Linked DNA regions of Sus scrofa: region 1 is linked to region 2. A link is a contact called in public HiChIP or PLAC-seq data. All regions are on one chromosome and are shown on one strand. Each heading gives the region's core, a stretch centred on a gene start, on an enhancer-like site or on the middle of the called end of the contact. The rest is flanking DNA. Distances are from core to core; before and after follow the strand shown. Region 1 overlaps SLC9A9 (sodium/hydrogen exchanger 9). Region 2 overlaps U2SURP (U2 snRNP-associated SURP motif-containing protein).

Region 1 (2,700 bases), core at 100-2,599, 270 kb after region 2:
TCTTGGCATTCCTGGTCTTTACTTAGCCCGTGATACCTGTTTCTGTTGCCTGCCTGAGAACATGGTATAAACAGTGCACACAGGTGACAGGACCAACCCAAATAATATGACAGGGAAGCAAAGGGACAGGCAAGGACTATCAGCCCACTTCAAAGTCAGGGAAATAGAAACACAAAATAGGAAGGCATTTACTCCTTAGTCCCTCCAGGCTTCCACTCTCTCTGCTACCATTTTGCCCCGATGATCTTGCAGATGTTTCTTACAAGATCTTAAATTTGAATTGCAACAGGAGTCCTTAGTGGCTTGTCAGTCTCACCACCTAGCCTTCCCCCCAGCACATTTATCCTTTAGGAATTTGTGACTTGCGACAGACTGTAAATGTCAGCTGGGGGGAAAGACAAATGATAATAATACACTGGGAGTTGCAGCCTCTTTGCTAATTCACAGAAGCTGTTTCCAGAAAAACATTGCCTGCTAATTAAACAAACCCTTTTTTTCTTCTTCTCTCTCTCCTGACAGATGAAAACATGGTGAAGATATTATCCCATCAGATGGAGAGTGGCCACTGCCCTGGGAGGCGGCCTCTTTTTCTAAGGGGATTGACTTCTTGGGAACAGCAGTAAAAAGCTTTTCAACTAGGTAGAGCTCTGATCTTCAAGCCACTTGACAAACATTAGCTAATTCATCTACCCACATTCTGTGGGTTGGTATCATTCATTAGCACCACTGCTTCAAGGTCTCTGCTACAGTATGCCCACATACACAAGGTGTCTGTCACTGAAGGTCCCCTCAGTTCTCTGCCACCTGGATGGCCACTTTGGAGCTGCTGGGGTGACACTTCTTACTACTCTCTGAAATTATTTTGCTTGTCTGCTTGTTCACACTTTGTCTCTCTCCACTGCACTCAGAGCTCCATGAGGGCAGGCTCCTTATCCGTCTTATTCACTATGGTATCCTCAGTGCCTGAGACTGGCCTGGTGAATAGCAGTTGCTATATACTGCCTGTCTCCTCCAATGACAACAAGCTCCCATTTAGAAGAAGTTTCTTCCTTTTTTTTTTTTTTTTTCTGGCGTGGTAGATGTTGTTTTATTATTTTAATGCTTTTACTTAGCAAAATAAAATTTGACAAAATGTAATTTTTTTTACATGATAATAATAGATTTGAAGCATAGGAAATCATGGCTCTATATACAGAGTCAAAAGTCTCTATCTCACATTCCATTTATCTTACATGTTTCAGACTCTTCTCCAAAAGAAGAGGAAGTTTCTACATGTGAATTGTTGTGGCTGAAATGTATCCCCCCATACTGCATATTCAAGTTCTAACCCTGAGGGTCAGTGAATCTGACCTTATTTGGAAACAGGGCATTTGCCGGGGTAATCAAGTTAAGGTGAGGTCACACTGGATCAGGGTGGGCCTTACATTCAATGACTGATGCCTTTATAAGAAAAGGGAAATTTGTACATAGAGACATGGGGAGAAGAGGATGTGAGGATGGAGGCAGAGATTGGAGTGAGGCGTCTACAAACCAAGGAAAGCCAAAGATCGCCTGACAGCAACCACCAGAAGCTAGAAGAGCAAGGAAGGATTCCTCCCAGAAGCTTCTGGAGGGAGCCTGGCCCTGCTGACTCATTAATTTCAAACATCTGGTCTTCAGAACTGTAAGGGAATAAATTTCTGTTGTTTTAAGCCACTCAGTTTGTGGTACTTTGTTACAACAACCTTAGGAAATGAATACAAGAAGGTTACTATAGATCAACAAGAGACCTTTTGGGTAATGAGACAGGAAGCTCCCCTTACTTTTGCCTGGAAGCTCAGTTTACATATGACCTCCACTGCTCTTTAATCATAGTAGCTTTGTCAGAGTGGTAACGGATACGCGTGGGAAGAGAGGGAAGTTGGTGGAATTCACTGAGGCCTTCCCTTTGTGCCCAGGAACCCTCTGACCCTCCTGGGTCTATCTGGCCACAAGAAGTCCTTCATGTTTCAGAAGGCATTTCTCCCAGGGTTAGCTTCACTTGGCCCATTCACCGTCATGGATACCACTGGCTACCTACTGACTGGCTGCCCTTCATTCCGGAGCTTCAAGTTCTTATTCTCTGTTCCAAGTGAGACCCAGGGGTCTGCTATGGGCACTGCGGTCTGTGTGTCAGTTACGTTCTAGGACATTTTCCCTCACTTTAATCATAATAACTAAGGCCCAAAGAGTCAGTTGAAATCATACATCCATTGCTCTGAAGTATGTTCCTTCTTGTAACTTATGAATATTTAAAACTTCAATGGTTCTTGATTCTGATTATTAGCTCATTAAGAAGATTCTGCTCACTCTGGAGCAGTAGTTCTTAGACTTGCTTAGGTAACAGGCCCTTTGAGCATCTGATGATGTCATGGAGTCTCTCCTGACAGGTGAACATCCACACATTATCTGGATGATGCTTTAGGCCCTGGATCCCAAGTTAGGGACCCTGTTCTGCCCTTGGTGGGTCATCTCCCTCACCTCAGCTTGTCAAAAAGGGAAGCTTCTTAGCCTTTCCACAGACTTCTTGGAAGAGTTCCTGGCCTCTGGCTTTCAGGAGGATAATGGAGGAAGCTTGACCTTTTGGTTGATGTCATCTGACTCTTTTTTTTTTTCTATATTTGCATAATTCACCAGCACGATGGCTAGTATTATGTCAACTTGACTAGGCTATAAGTGTCC
Region 2 (2,700 bases), core at 56-2,555:
TTCACCCATCTTCCTCGAATGTTAAAATGTTTCTCCTTTTGCTTTATTTTCTTCTTCCCCTGCCTTTCCCTTCTATCTCCTAACCATTTAAGAGTAGCTTGCCTACATGATGCCCCATTTTCATACTCAACCACAATAAAAGTTTCAAGATAAAAACAAAAAAAGTTTCAACAGTAAGAAATTAACATTTTAAAAAACTATTACCTAATCAGAGACCTAGATGAAATTTTGTCCATTGTTCCAGTAATCTCTCTTAGGAGGAGAAAATCCAACTTAGTTGAATTTAGTTTTTGTTTAGATGAACCTGTCTATCTTTAAGACTTTTTTCTTGTTGTAAGGGGCTTGGAATGTTTTTGGAAAATAATAAAGTTAGCTGAAAAAAAGTTTAGTGTAAACTACTAGGAATTAAAAGCTAATTTAGTAGAAGGAGAATGAATACCTGATCCTTTGCTCACTTATGGAATGTTTGGGGGCTTTGTTCCATAGGAAAAGGCGACACAGTACGTCCCCTAGCCCATCTCGCAGTAGCAGTGGTAGACGAGTGAAATCCCCATCACCAAAATCGGAGCGATCAGAGCGTTCAGAAAGATCTCATAAAGAGAGCTCACGGTCCAGGTCATCTCACAAAGATTCTCCTAGAGATGTTAGCAAAAAGGCCAAAAGGTAAACACAAGTCATTTTTTGTAATATTTCAAATGCCAGTTTCCTTGTCATTCCACCAGCTTTTGAAAATAATTTGGTTGGCAGCCATTTTTTTCAAGGATTTTAGAAAACCCAAGGGACATACTTTCATTTTAGATTTGGTCCTTCCCATCCCCCCACCCCAGTCCCCTCATGACTGAAGGTACAAGAAAGCTTCCAAAAAGTGAAGACCAGCCAATTTTATTAAATTTCATATCCAGTTTCCTGTGGAAAAGGGATAGCTGCTTTACTTTTCTTTCTGCTCTGTAGTTTCTATAGAATATTCTTTGATTTTTGTCAAAGTTGAAAGAAAAATACATCCTCCTTCCCCACCCAGCAGTAATCTTACTAGCAAGTTCTTGGGTAGAGACTTGGACATAAATACCATTTCTTCAGTGTGTAACTTAGTGTGTTGTCTACCTTTCTCCTCTGAGTTCCAGAAAGACAGTTCAAAAATGTTTTATTAAATGGTGTTACATGGAGGAATTTTCCTGAGAGCTAAAACTGCTTTTTAATCCTAAAACGTTTGTATTGTGTAATCATTTTTAATGAAACCTTTTTGCAACAGATAACTCGTTTTCTAAATGGTACTTGCGTAATTATTTGTTTTGTAATTTTTGTGAACAGCACTTACAAAGTTATGCTGTCTTAAGTGATTCCCTTAAATAGTTGGCGCTTTTCCTCTCAAGAAGATAGGCTGCAAAGCTTCTCTGTTTTTAAAATTTTGTAAATGATCTTAAATGCCATTTTTGAATTTTGGCTCATATAATCTCAGGAGCTTGTTAAAGTGCAAATTCCCAGCCCCTGCCTCTCAAGATTTTGATTCAGTAGAACAGTGGTAAAGCTCAGGAGTCTCTTTCTAAGCACACACACTACTGATATCATTGATGCAGTTTATAGTAGTACAAAGTGTGTGTGTGTGTGTGTGTGTGTGTGTGTGTGTGTGTGTGTGTGTGTATACAGTAGGCAAAGTATAAATTTGGAAAGTTACAGCTTTTTTATCATTTAAGTGACTTTCATGTGCTCTAATAAAGATCATTTTAGATAAGGATAGTCAGTCTTGATCACATGATTACTTTGGTTAAATTGTTTTTATTTGTTTCCTCAGATCACCATCTGGTTCAAGGACACCTAAAAGGTCTAGGCGATCACGGTCTAGATCCCCTAAAAAATCAGGGAAGAAATCCAGATCCCAGTCCCGATCTCCACACAGGTCTCATAAAAAGTCAAAGAAAAACAAACACTGACATAAATTTTTAAGATGCTGTCATTTATTGAAAATGCGATTTTGTTTTGTGCCTGAACAGTCTGTTTTTTAAAAAAACAAAAAACAAAAAATCTAATGAAAGAGCATTCCTGGGGTTTTTATTTGTTTGTGAATGCATGTGTAAACTCATAAGTAACTGCATCTGTAGATCTGTCGTTGTTTTATATTGTATAAATTACTTCCGTTGTGGCTGTTTCTCAAGATGAAATTTTTATTGTGCTAATGAATTTCATCAGAAATGTGTATAATGGATCTGCTGGCAGTAGTGGTATTTTGTTTTAGGATGTTGTGACTTAGCAAAAAAAATAATACGGATGTCTTCCCCCTTTTGTAGCTTTGACAATTTGAATTAGATTTCAAATAAAATCTGAATAGAAAACTATAATGTTGTTTTTTTGCCCTATTGATGACATCAAGTCCTACTAAGTGAGTTTAGCACTTCTCTTGTGTTTCTTATAACTAATGCACTTTACAAGCCCTGTTGTTCAAGTAGCTGAAGTTTTGTATTTACTAAGGTGACTATCAAAATCTAGGGACCTGAGACTCTTATTTGGTAGATTTGCCAACCAGTTTCTTTGATAAGGTTCCCTTGGGTAATACTAGTATGCAGAGATCAAAAGATTAGGTGAATGTGGCATGGTCTTTTGTTAATGGAATACCTGGCTAAAAAAATTTTTTTTCAAAGAAGCAATATAAATGCAATACACGTAACCTGTGTCCTGAGCAACTACTTATTTTCAGGGAAAAACTAT

What was found. HiChIP or PLAC-seq counts read pairs in DNA pulled down with a chosen protein or histone mark.
Region 1: an H3K27ac HiChIP or PLAC-seq map of alveolar macrophages shows a contact between it and region 2. The contact joins two enhancer-like sites. A contact is called at or near these places in 1 of 47 Hi-C or Micro-C datasets (epiblast stem cells) and 1 of 2 datasets of contacts at active chromatin or transcription factors (alveolar macrophages).

The regions. Positions count from the first base shown.
Region 1 is chr13:84,020,277-84,022,976 of Sscrofa11.1, forward strand. The region is part of intron 17 of SLC9A9 (sodium/hydrogen exchanger 9); the gene reads right to left. Among named protein-coding and RNA genes, the nearest start is that of CHST2, 200 kb to the left of the region's middle. Within about 2 kb of position 1,350, at least 8 of the 83 cell types and tissues checked have an H3K27ac peak or open chromatin away from gene starts, as enhancers often do. A contact at or near this core is called in alveolar macrophages, where this site is marked.
Region 2 is chr13:83,753,821-83,756,520 of Sscrofa11.1, forward strand. U2SURP (U2 snRNP-associated SURP motif-containing protein) reads left to right here. Exons shown (of 28, transcript XM_013982108.2): 27 at 487-663; 28 at 1,790-2,700. The coding sequence ends at 1,928. Among named protein-coding and RNA genes, the nearest start is that of U2SURP, 51 kb to the left of the region's middle. Within about 2 kb of position 1,306, at least 2 of the 83 cell types and tissues checked have an H3K27ac peak or open chromatin away from gene starts, as enhancers often do. A contact at or near this core is called in alveolar macrophages, where this site is marked.